Linked DNA regions of Hordeum vulgare: region 2 is linked to region 1. The links are chromatin contacts, called in public Hi-C maps. All regions are on one chromosome and are shown on one strand. The core of a region is the stretch at or near the end of the contact, and the rest is flanking DNA. Distances in the headings are between cores, read along the strand shown.

Evidence for each region. Hi-C and Micro-C count contacts between places; a contact is called where the count stands out from the background.
Region 2: a contact with region 1 is called in a Hi-C map of leaf, with 4 times the contacts expected there. The contact joins two enhancer-like sites. A contact is called at or near these places in 3 of 6 Hi-C or Micro-C datasets (all in leaf) and 1 of 1 datasets of contacts at active chromatin or transcription factors (embryo).

The regions. Positions count from the first base shown.
Region 1 is chr5H:314,595,132-314,600,828 of MorexV3_pseudomolecules_assembly, reverse strand. No RefSeq gene overlaps it. Among protein-coding and RNA genes, the nearest start is that of LOC123395383, 14 kb to the right of the region's middle. Within about 2 kb of position 4,023, at least 3 of the 3 cell types and tissues checked have open chromatin away from gene starts, as enhancers often do. A contact at or near this core is called in leaf, where this site is marked.
Region 2 is chr5H:314,745,375-314,751,616 of MorexV3_pseudomolecules_assembly, reverse strand. No RefSeq gene overlaps it. Among protein-coding and RNA genes, the nearest start is that of LOC123397712, 8.7 kb to the left of the region's middle. Within about 2 kb of position 4,581, at least 2 of the 3 cell types and tissues checked have open chromatin away from gene starts, as enhancers often do. A contact at or near this core is called in leaf, where this site is marked.

The DNA of each region.
Region 1 (5,697 bases), core at 2,774-5,273:
GTTGTCGGCCCCACGATGGGCGCCAACTGTCGTGGTATTTCCGGGTTAGATGCCATAGGGTGGCTTATCTCATGGATTGGGACCGATGGGCGCCGACGACGTCTGGGAACGGGTTTGGGTGCAAGACACATGACGTCGGTGTATCCAGGTTGAGGGCCCTTCGGTGAGGTAATACCCTTACCTTCTGCCTGTGTGACTATATGGAATCACAGTACAATGGTGCTCCTGGAGCTGTATCGGTGTGGTGTATGTGTGTGATAATGCGAAGGGAGCGAGCCCCTCTCTCGGGGGGCTGGGGGTGGCTTTATAGTGCAACCCGAACTGTACAGTGTTGAGGATAAGATCGTCGGTGGGACCCAACCGTCAACCTCTAGCCGTCCCGAGGGGCCCATCGGCTGTCGGGTCTTGTCATGTGGCCCGCTGGCCTGCACCGCCAGGGGTTTATGCCTCGGGTCGCCAGGATGCGTGCGCGGGAGGTACGAGGGCTACAGGGCCGCACCGTCTAGCCAACGTCGGGGTCGTCTAGGCCCCCTGTAGCCATGCTCGCGATGCCATCATCCCGCTACGGCCCTAGCCTGTGACAGGGTCACTGTTGCCATGTGGTGTTGTCTTGTCTGTGTACCGCTATACGACTCGATGGGACGGGGCAGTCCGTCCGGTCGGCTACTAGCCAGTCGGTCGGCCGTACTGCATTCGACTGTTGGAAAGGAGGGCCGGCTACTGCCAGCCGACCGTGCGCATGGCTTGATGGGGCCAGCTACCTCCAGTCGGTCATGTGGGAGGGTCGGCTAACGCCGGCCGGCCTGGGGGCAGGCGGCCCCCTAATTGTCTTGGAGAATGATAATCTCTGCCTTTTGTACACCCCGGGGTAGTATCCCCGACAAGCGGGCATTCGACTGGTCGTCATAAGTAACATTTATTACGTACGTTATCAGTAACATACGCCTTTATTTCCACTAATCGAACCCTTGGTTGTCCGGTCTTGTTGAGGGGTAGCGCACTCTATATAAGCCACCCCTCCCCTCTGGCACAAGGGTTCGTACCCCATGTAACACACGTATTCCACACAACAAGAGCTCCTGAGCACTGAGACGTAGGGCTGTTACCTCCACAAGAGGGGCCTGAACTCATACATCGTGTGTACAAACTCGCCGTAGCTAGGACTCTGCCCTCTCCTTACGTACCCCTCACCTCTACTGCCAGGCTCGTTACCACGACAGTGACACAAAGAACTTGTTTATTGGAGTTCCTAAAGCGAGGAATCAACGAACAAAGCCCACCAACACATCTACCTCTGTAGAGCACTCTCCTCGTTGCTTGGTCCTTAATCAAAAAGACAAAGGGGTGAAATTCAAGGAATACATGATTGTCTAAAGCAATTCGATGTACGGAAAGAAGATTTTTTCTTGCATGAGGAGAATCAGGAATTTTGTTAAGATAAATAGGACTACTAGAGGTTTGTAATAGTGAATGATCAATATGAGAAATTCTCATACCTAACCCATCGACGCCATGAATCTAGCTTTGTCCACGATACTTGTCACGCACCGTCGGTTTCTCTAGCTCCTCTGTGAGGTGGTCGGTCGCTCCACTGTCAACGTACCAGTTTGTATCCACCCCATATTGGGTAGCGAACAACCTTCTCTTCCAGTGCATCATTATCGAACCTGTACCAACAATCTTTGGCGATGTGGCCAAATTTTCCACAAATTTGGCACTCGATTGGGTCATTACCCCTTGGGTTGTTGCCGGGTGGTGGACCGCCAGGCCCTCCTGGACCTCTTGGGCTGCCAGAACTGCCACCAGACCGGGTACCCTTCGTGTTCTTGTAGAAAGGGCGCCCACCTATACCTTCCTTCTTTTTGTAGCCGCCACCGCTCTGCTTCTGCTTGGACTTGCCATAAGAGGGAGGCGGGCCACTATGGCATGCAGCGGCGTTAGCAGAGGACTTGAAGCCTCCGCCGCCATTGCCACCAGTGAAGAGCTCCACACGTTTGTCAAAATTGCAGACTTGGGAGTAGAGAAAGTCGACAGTGACCGGTTCAGTGCGGGCATCCAGGGTCGAGACCACAAAATTGTAATCCAAGTCCAGCCTCACGATGATCTTCATCCAGCGGCTTCCTAGCCACCGTAAATTTGTCCGTCAGGCCGCACATCCGAGGAAAGTAAGCCAGAGCAGACCGAGTTCCTTTCTTAGCATTGGCGAGCGAGATGCAAATGTTATGTATACGTGAACGAGATTGTGAGGCAAACATGTTACCGAGCGATGGCACACGACCATCCAGATGGAGATAACGGAGACAAGCACATCCCTTGATAGATTGTTCAAGATGTGCCCGAGGACCTGTTGGTCCTGCCTGACCCACACATCGTATGAAGCACCCGATATTTTCCCTCTTTGTCCTTGGTGATGACAAACTTCTCCGGCATGGTGATGGAGCCATCAACATATCCATAGAGATCGGCGCCGAGGTAGTGTGGAACGATCTACACCCCCGAAGGAGATAATTCTCCGTGGTGAGCTTCTCCGTGACCCGAGAACCAAGGATAAAGATAGCTTGAGTGGAAGTGGAGGCCGCCATGAGTGCTCGCAGTGGAGATGGGTTTTTCTCTTTGATTCAGAACGTAAGGGAAAGATGATGCTCTCATTACCATGTAGAAAACATGATGGAAGCGTTCTACCCTTCGAAAAGGACCGTACAAGTATTTATTGATAGGATGAGGCATATCCCACGAGATGCGTACAGTTAAGATTGTATCTTCGAGTACAAGTAATAGAGCGAAGATCTAAACAATATGCAGTTCTATCTCTAGCTATCCGGGTTCCAACAACCCTGGATGGGCCGGCTTATGGCCTACAGGAAAATATGTTTAACATAGTAGTAGTAGTGCACTGGCAGTTATGCATTCCCTGCAAATCCTTGTGGCGCCGTGATCGCTTCTCAAATGCATTCGCATTAACTGCATTTAGCAATAATTCCGTGGGAAAGTATAGCTTGCACCAACTGGAAAAGAGGACCGGTCCAGAGGATGTCGAGCAAACGGGAGGACGCGCCTCCGTGATTGCAGCCAAGACACACTCCCCTCACTTTCTTCGGCAGGTCGAAATGAAATTAGAGCAACGTGCGTGTTAACCAACTTGATTTGCCATATATGCCTCTTCGAGACAGCACTTTGCTACGCATTAGGACATCCGTATATTAAAGGACACATATGGCTGGGCTGGAGAGAAGAGGACTCGCGGCTCCATCGTGCCAAAAAAATAAAAAAAAAATGCGATGGGTGATTTAACGAGGACCACCACCGTGTGGGGGAACAGAGTGTTAATTGCGCGAAAAAGAGCTCCATGGCCCCCATTAAATCTTATGCCGACTTGACACCAGTCACCATGTCGTGAAGCAACAACGTGCACGTTTGGGTTTCACTTTTCAGCTGTGCCCGAGCTAAGGTTAGTAGGTTGGCTAACTAGGCTATAGATTGATGATGATTCGTCCAAAGGAAATATAGTACTCCCTCCGTCTCAATTTACAAGCCCGGCATATGTATCTAGGTTGTCAATTTGACTAACTTAATGGGAGGCATGCATTATAAAAAATATATCATTAGAAGCTTTAAATGTTTTATTTTCTATAATGATATGATTTTTATGTTAAATAATATATTTTATATAAATTAAATTAACAACCTAGGTACATATGCATGCTTTTGTAAACTGTGCCGGAGGGAGTACTAGTACGGGTACCAAAACAAGAACAAAACAGGTTAGGAGAAGCCATGGGAGCTTGGTTAAACATGGGAGCTTGGTTAAACATGTCATCGTGGGAGTGCTATAACTAGTACCCATGGATATGTACGGGCGGTCCCTAGCTACTAGTTAGCCCCCAGCCGGCGATCTTCTCGTGGATCGGCGCAGGCGCTTCCTTGTCAAGGCGTTGGGGATCCGGGCTGTGGGGGGCCACCCCACAGGGCCCTGATTACCGCTCCTACTTGCTGGTTAATTAGGAGTACCTGATTAGTTTGGACCACCTGGACTGGACAGGGGAACATCACAGTCGTATCCTACTGTCGGAGAAGCAAGCAGGGCTAGGCTTGGCCTGGGTCATACGGTGCCATACCGTGACGTCCATGTCGCCAACGAATTGCCACTCTAGGTCTTCCTTGTTCCTCGCCTCGCCTGTGGGATTTTGGACATGAGCAGCCAGACTGTTACTTTTCCCGCTCACACTTGCCCCGTGATGCTCTAGTAGGAAAAAAAAATGCAAGGACAATATGTATCCTAGTACTACGATATGACAGAAAATCTAGGTATCACATTTTTTTTTCTTTTTTGGGAAAAACATCTTCGTTATATGTCACGAACTCATGATCACGATTCACTGGGGAGCAAGGTCTAGCTGGGGATGTATGGGACTTGGGGGCTCCATTCGCTTGCAATTTGCAAGCTCGATCTCCGGATAGCATAAATATATATATAAGCTTCATAACATTTGCTCCATCTTCTTCTCTTCAATCTTCATGCACCAACCTTCTACTGTCTCTTTTATACCTAACCTACCAAATCCTCTCTTGAAACAATCTCCGACACAAGGATGGATTTTATTGACTCGGAATGAAACATCAAGGGTATAAAACACAAGGAGCACAGGCCCGACCTCTGTATAGTTAGGATGCACATAACCAAAAGACCAACACACAGATAAACACTTCGACAAAACACCAAAGCTATGCCTAAACGAGGAAAAAGAAAAAGAGATGAAGTGATCAAAACAGTGATTGACAAACTACTACAACAACAACCATCCGCACCAATCATCTCTTGACACCATAAGAACAACGAGAAAAGTTCTTCAACAGCAACGCCTTCAGAAAGGGAACGACACCAATGATACTACAGTTCGATTCACACTTAATAGGCTAGAAATATTTTGCTGAATCTAGGTTCATCTGGACCAAAGAATCTCACACTATACATAACTTTTCATGCGACTGATATATTGTCCGTCCGTACCAATCAGTTCCTCCTCCCATTCTTAATTATTTTTATTTAACATTGTATTTCTTATTGTGAAAAATGTAGTTCGACAACGCCAAGCAATTGGTTTACAATTTTACATGCTGCCTGGTGTTCATAAACCAAAAATCTGAACCACCATATTCGTTTGTGCGTCCGTACTTGAAACTTAATTCTAACTATCTGTAAGTTACCATCATTTTTCTCTAGCATATAAAGCGAAAATCTTAATCACAATTTTTGCAGTAACCCTGTCAGAATTGATTGTTTACCTACGAATTCCTGTAAAATTCATGCAAATTTGGGAACCCTGCATGTGTATGTACAGTGGAGATTTATAGTCAGGACATGTACGCTTTCGTGACCCAGTAAGCCATGCATGGACTAGACTAGTACTCCCTCCGTTCCTAAATATATAAGACCTTTTAGAGATTATACTATAAACTACATACGGATGTACATAGACAAAAGATGCCCTCGCGCCAGAAGATGAGGGACAGCACATCGAGGTCCCAAAGGATGGGGCTGAGAGTGGACAGGAAGTCGATGCCGAGGATGAAGTCGTAGCAGCCCAGGTCGATGCCGACGCAGTCGATGGAGAACGGCTCGTCGCCGATGAGGACGGGAACCTGCCGCGCCACCCCCTGGCAAGCAAGGCGGTCCCCGTTGGCGACGGTGACGCTGAA
Region 2 (6,242 bases), core at 3,332-5,831, 150 kb before region 1:
TATATTCATGTTGTGTGGAAATTATAGGTCCCATCATACACATCTTTTTGTGGCTTGTCTCAGGTAACAAAATCATGATGAGAGATAACCTCAAAAAATGAAACGTGAGAAAACATGATGATTGTGTATATTGCTCTAACCTTGAAAGTATACAAAACTAATTTTCTTTATCTTGTTGCACTAAACATTTGTCATGAAGTTAGCATATTATTAGGTAGGCACCCATGAGATAGTTTAGAATCTACCACCTCTCTTTGGGTTGCTCGTAAAAATACTTGATGCTACTACTGCTATTTGTGATGTTGCCCTCTGGGATCTTTGGAAGCACGCAAATAATTTACTCCCTCCGTCCCATCACGCATGACATTTTTTGACACTAGTGTAGTGTCAAAAAATGTCTTACATTATGGGACGGAGGGAGTAGTTCCTAATGGCACTCCTTGCCCCCTTGAACTATATTTGGTCTTTGATTTTAAGAATAGCCATGTTGCATAATTGAACATCACAATGAATAATTGAACATCACATTGCATAAGTGAACTAAATACTACATGGTCAACATTGATACGTCCATTTTGCATCATGTTTTCATGTTGATATTTATCACTTCTTGGGCTGTTATTTCACTTCACTGTACAATTCTTATGCCTTTTCTCTCTTATTTTACAAGGTTTACATGAAGAGGGAGAGTGCCGACAACTGGAATTCTGACCTGAAAGTGGAGCAAAGTTGAGATACCTGTTTTGCGCAACTCCAAACGCCGTGAAAATCAACGAGGATTTTTTTCCGGATTTATAAAAAATACTGGGCCGAAGAAGTGCCAGAGGGGCGCCAGGGGTTGGCCACAAGCCTGCACGGCGCGGCCACCCCCAGGCTGCGCCATGAGGACTTGTGGGCAGCCTGCTGGCCCACTTGACCCCCTCTTCTGCTATATGAAGGGTTTCGTCTGGAAAAAAAATCAGGGAGGAGCTTTTTCGTGGATTCGCCGCCGCCACGAGGCGGAACTTGAGCAGAACCAATCTAGAGCTCCGGCAGGACTATCCTGCCGGGGAAACTTCCCTCCCGGAGGGGGAAATCGTCGCCATCGTCATCACCAACACTCCTCTCATCGGAGGGGACTCTTCACCATCAACATCTTCATCAGCACCATCTTATCTCCAAACCCTAGTTCATCACTTGTAACCAATCTCCGTCTCGCGACTCCGATTGGTACTTGTAAGGTTGTTAGTAGTGTTGATTACTCTTTGTAGTTGATGCTAGTTGGATTACTTGGTGGAAGAGTTTATGTTCAGATCCTTGATGCTACTCATTACCTCTCTGGTCATGAATGTGATTATGCTTTGTGAGTAGTTACTTTTGTTCCTGAGGACATGGGATAAGTCATGCTAATAGCAGTCATGTGAATTTGGTATTCGTTCGGTAATTTGATGTGTTGTATGTTGTTTTTCCTCTAGTGGTGTTATGTGAATGTCGACTACATAACACTTCACCATTATTTGGGCCTAGAGGAAGGCATTGGGAAGTAGTAAGTAGATGATGGGTTGCTAGAGTGACAGAAGCTTAAACCCTAGTTTATGTGTTGCTTCGTAAGGGGCTGATTTGGATCCACTAGTTTAATGCTGTGGTTAGACTTTCTCTTAATTCTTCTTTCGTAGTTGCGTATGCTTGCGAGAGGGGTTAATCATAAGTGGGATGCTTGTCCAAGTAAGGGCAGTACCCAAGCGCTGGTCCACCCACATATCAAACTATCAAAGTAACGAACGCGAATCATATGAACATGATGAAAACTAGCATGACAGAAATTCCCGTGTGTCCTCGGGAGCGTTTTTCCTCTTATAAGACTTTGTCGAGGCTTGTCCCTTGATACAAAAGGGATTGGGCCACTTTGCTGCACCGTTGCTACTTTTGTTACTTGTTGCTTGCTGCGAATCATCTCACCACACAATCACTTGTTACCGATAATTTCAGTGCTTGCAGATATTTCCTTGCTGAAAACCACTTGTCAGATCCTTCTGATCCTCGTTGGGTTCGACACTCTTACTTATCAAAAGGACTAGATTGATCCCCTATACTTGTGGGTCATCAAACATCCATTGTATAATTAACTAAACCTGGGGTATGATTATCTAGAACTAGAACTTAGTTAGCCAGAATTATAGCCTAATTAGCTAGAAGGAGCTATTTCATATCGTGATGACCCCTTTCCCTTGCAAGGGCTCGAGGCCTCCACATCGTGGGGACCTATTTTATTTTTTCAACCGGGTAATTAATATAATTTACCGAGTCATGTCATTGAAGGTGGAGAAAGGAAACCATAGAAATGACCCATCAAAATGCACATGCTCCGCACATATGCACCAGTGTCATTGTTTTACTCTTGCTATGTTGCTCTCGAATTTCCCCGTCCGATGACCATGTGCATGCGAGGGCATACCTATGGAATCACCTCTAGTGAACCTGCATCGGTGAGGGGCAATAAACTTTTTGGGGAGCTCCTCAACATGACTTCTTATATTTGATCAACTACTTCCTCAATGATGATGGATGAATATGTCAACTGCACCAACTTCATGATGTGAGCATCCTGTGAACATCACCACGTCAAGTGCGTCATCGCCAAGAAACAAACACATCATACATATACAAGTGGATCTTCTTCTTTATGCGTGATGGTGTACTACTTTCCACTCTTACCTTGTGCATGTGCGTTCAAGAGCATCACACACGTTGTGGAGTGCTGCAAGCGCAAGGGTTTGAGTACATCGTCCAAGAGGGGAGCATGGAAGTGGAGACACCACAAAGTCGTGGGCAAGGGCAGCCAAAGGAGACGGAGCAACTCAGAGCACTATCGGAGCCTTCGGTCCTCACTACAACACTTCTAGTGCAGCTCGGAGCCTGTGAGGTGGCTCCGAGCCAAACTACGGAGCCCCCTGTTTTCCCTCGGAGACACCTTGAAGTGACCCTCGCACCTACGAGCACTCGAATCCTTCGAGGCATGCCTATAAGCACAAGTTGGGCCCAAGCCATGTATCTTTCACTCCCAACTTACCCCCTTCATTGATGGGCCTATATATACTCATCTTACGTACCTCCTCTCCACGGTTAGCAAAGATTATAACTCAAAGATAGAGCTTTACCGATGAACTGGTCCACGACCTCAGATTCACTTCATCGTCCACCCTACCAGAGTCGCTTCACAAATGCCCTCATCCACGGTCCCATATCTCCTTTCAAGACCCCAACGACCATCACAACGGAAACAACCTCAACGTCTCTAACCTGATTCCCACGATGCCAAGCCTCCGTCTCAACCTAGTTACTTCTCACCTTTAAACCCGTCCAACATCACCTGCCTGTTGCACTTCAAATATACTAACTAGTCGTTGCTACATGTTATGGAGCTCACAATTGCTACATGGATGATGTTTTTTGGATCAAACACCTTGGCCAACCAAAATCTTGGACTGAAGCATTCTATGATCTTGTAAGTGCATCTCTCTTGTATTGCCGTGTGCGTGACGACCTGTTTTGCTAGGATTTTTGACCTGTAATCCATTTCTGTAGCCAACTATTACCACTACTGCTGCTAAAGTGGAGATATAGACGTCATACATTACACAAAGTCATAAATGACATAGAGGAATGTCAATGCACTAAATTAGGCTCTCTAAGTGTGCCCGCAATTCCATTACACAAAGTCATGGCTAGTTTATGCGACACACACAATCACTAACTGGTGGATTAATTATGTGCAAGGGATATGCAATGTATTATCATGTAAAGGGATCTCAAATTAGCTCTGTCGGCGTGCATATATGGTGCAACAATGAAGAAGTACAAGATTTCTTAATACAACATGTAGGGGCATCCCGCTTGCTATAATGGACATTTAAGCATCATGTACAAAAAGAGTATAGATTAGTTTCAGATAAGTCTAGGGACTCCCATGTACAATGTTTTTTCTTTTCTTTCTCCAAGACCCCTTTTCCAAATTGGTGGAGTAAATGCGGCCAACGTTTTGTATGGAGTGAATCTAATTATTTGGGTCCTATTGCAACGCAAGTGCATCCTCTTCTGCTAGTAACCGGACCCACTGCATCATCCTGACTGTATATGTTGGAAGTCCCACGCATGACGCTGCATCCATAAGCTAGCACCGGCACATGAGAGACCCCAGTTAACCGGACAAGATCAGCAATGTCAATGTTCCACATCCCGTATTATTAGAAGTCAAGAGAAAACAATCCCTGACTAACACCCCTATATGACAAATGCATGCATGGCTCTTTTTTATTAATCACGATAGAATCAACACGTCTCGTATTATTAGAAGTCAAAGAGAGAACAGTCCCTGGCTAATACCCCTGTACGAGTACGTGCATGCATGGCTCCTTTTTAATAATCACGATAAAATCAACCAAGATCTCAGCTTTGATTAGGCCCTGTGATGAACAGGATTGTGTCTATGCATCCAGGCATTACCGCTCACATCAGTTACTGCGGGGGTCATCGGACAATTAAAGTGGGTCACTAGCGCTGCATGTGTGTCAGTGTGTGCCACGCATGGATGATACACGCCGTGCTCGCATGTCGCGTCTCGTGGGCGTTGGGAGCTCCACGTCACCCGGGCTCGTTGGTTGCCCTGTTCCCATGGACAAGAGTCGCTTTTGGGGTATTTATTTCCCACGTGCCTCCCCAAAGCTTGCTAGGAGTACTTCCGAATGGTATTACGATGGACGATATGTATGCATCTTGCCATGGAACTAGCGCGTGACATCCGCTCCCAGTCTACCTCTCCTCCCCCACCTCTCCTATCCTGTGTCGTTTTTTAATCAGGTTTTCATCATCCGGTTTTATAAATAAAACAAACAATTATCATGTCAATACAACATCAATTGCCACAACAGAATTAAAAATACTCTATCATCACAACACGCCCAAACAACAACCATAAAAGAAAAGAAAAGAAAGGAAAAAACACTCTGACATCCGGCTTAATAGAAATGATAAACTAGTCATATTAATAAAGTGCATCTTCTTCTTCAACAGTCAATTAAAAAGTTAAAAGTGTTTGGCTTAACAATTTAAGGATGAATGATCGACTAAGAAGTTGACCCGAGGTGCGCACGTGTAAGAATGAAATGCATATGAAAGATTACTTGGTTTGTGGGGCCAATCTAGATCCTAGAAACAATGACTAGGAACCGATGGTTGAACAGATGGGCTTGGTCGGGGCGTTACAACCACTAAGTGGCTAGTACCTCTGGAGGTCTACGAAGAAACCACACGATGTGCGGCACTAGTCATCACATTCATCATGTGGCCAAGCTGGCCACGATCCTACTATCTAGAGAGTGGGTGCTAGTGCTGCAAGAATGCAATGAATTTAAAAATAAAGTCAGAGGCCCGCCTAAGGAATACCTGCTCAATAACCATCCTCTTCAGCTTCGTCCACAAGGTCCAAGCTAGTGCCATGAACACAAGTTAGAAGAGGCGTCTGCTCCTTCCAATCTGGTTGGCACATGTTTGAAGGAACCTAGCCATGTCCAAGGCCTTACATTCGCCCCCGAGAGCCTCATGGACAAAGCCCCAAAGGAATTGTGCTGTTGTGCAAGAGAATAAGACGTGTGTTCCAGTCTCCAAAACACCACAAAAAGGGGCACATTCCATCTCGAGGGCCATATCGCTCGATCACCTCTGTCCATGATGGGAGGTAAACTGCATCAACTCCCAAACAAATAATTTGATCTTGAGAGGCATGGGAGCCTTCCATAGTAGAAGAGTCGAAGAAAGGGGCGACCGATGGAATAAGGCATGGTAAGAGGAGACAACCAAGTAGATCGCCGTGGGGGCCAGCGACCAAGAAATGGTGTCGGGATAGTCCGCAAGCACCAAAGAGAGGGAAACCAACAAGTTGGCCCACCCCGTGGTCTCCCCGGGCTCAAATGTTCGTTGAAACAAGAAGTTCCAATGGCCATCATGGGCCGCTGTGGAGACCAATATCAAATGATTCAAGCAGATAGCAAACACATTTGGGAACTCTGTACATAGCGGAGACCCTCCCACCCAGGGTCAAAGAAGACAGTCCCTTCTCCATTGCTAATGGAAACGTATGAGAGCCCATTGTGGATCTCATGCTTGATCCTCTGGATGGATCGATCTCTAGAATTGAGAACCCTCCCTATGTTCGCATGTTAGGAGGGGTCAACCCTACTTCTACTTAGCATGAATAAGTTGTAACC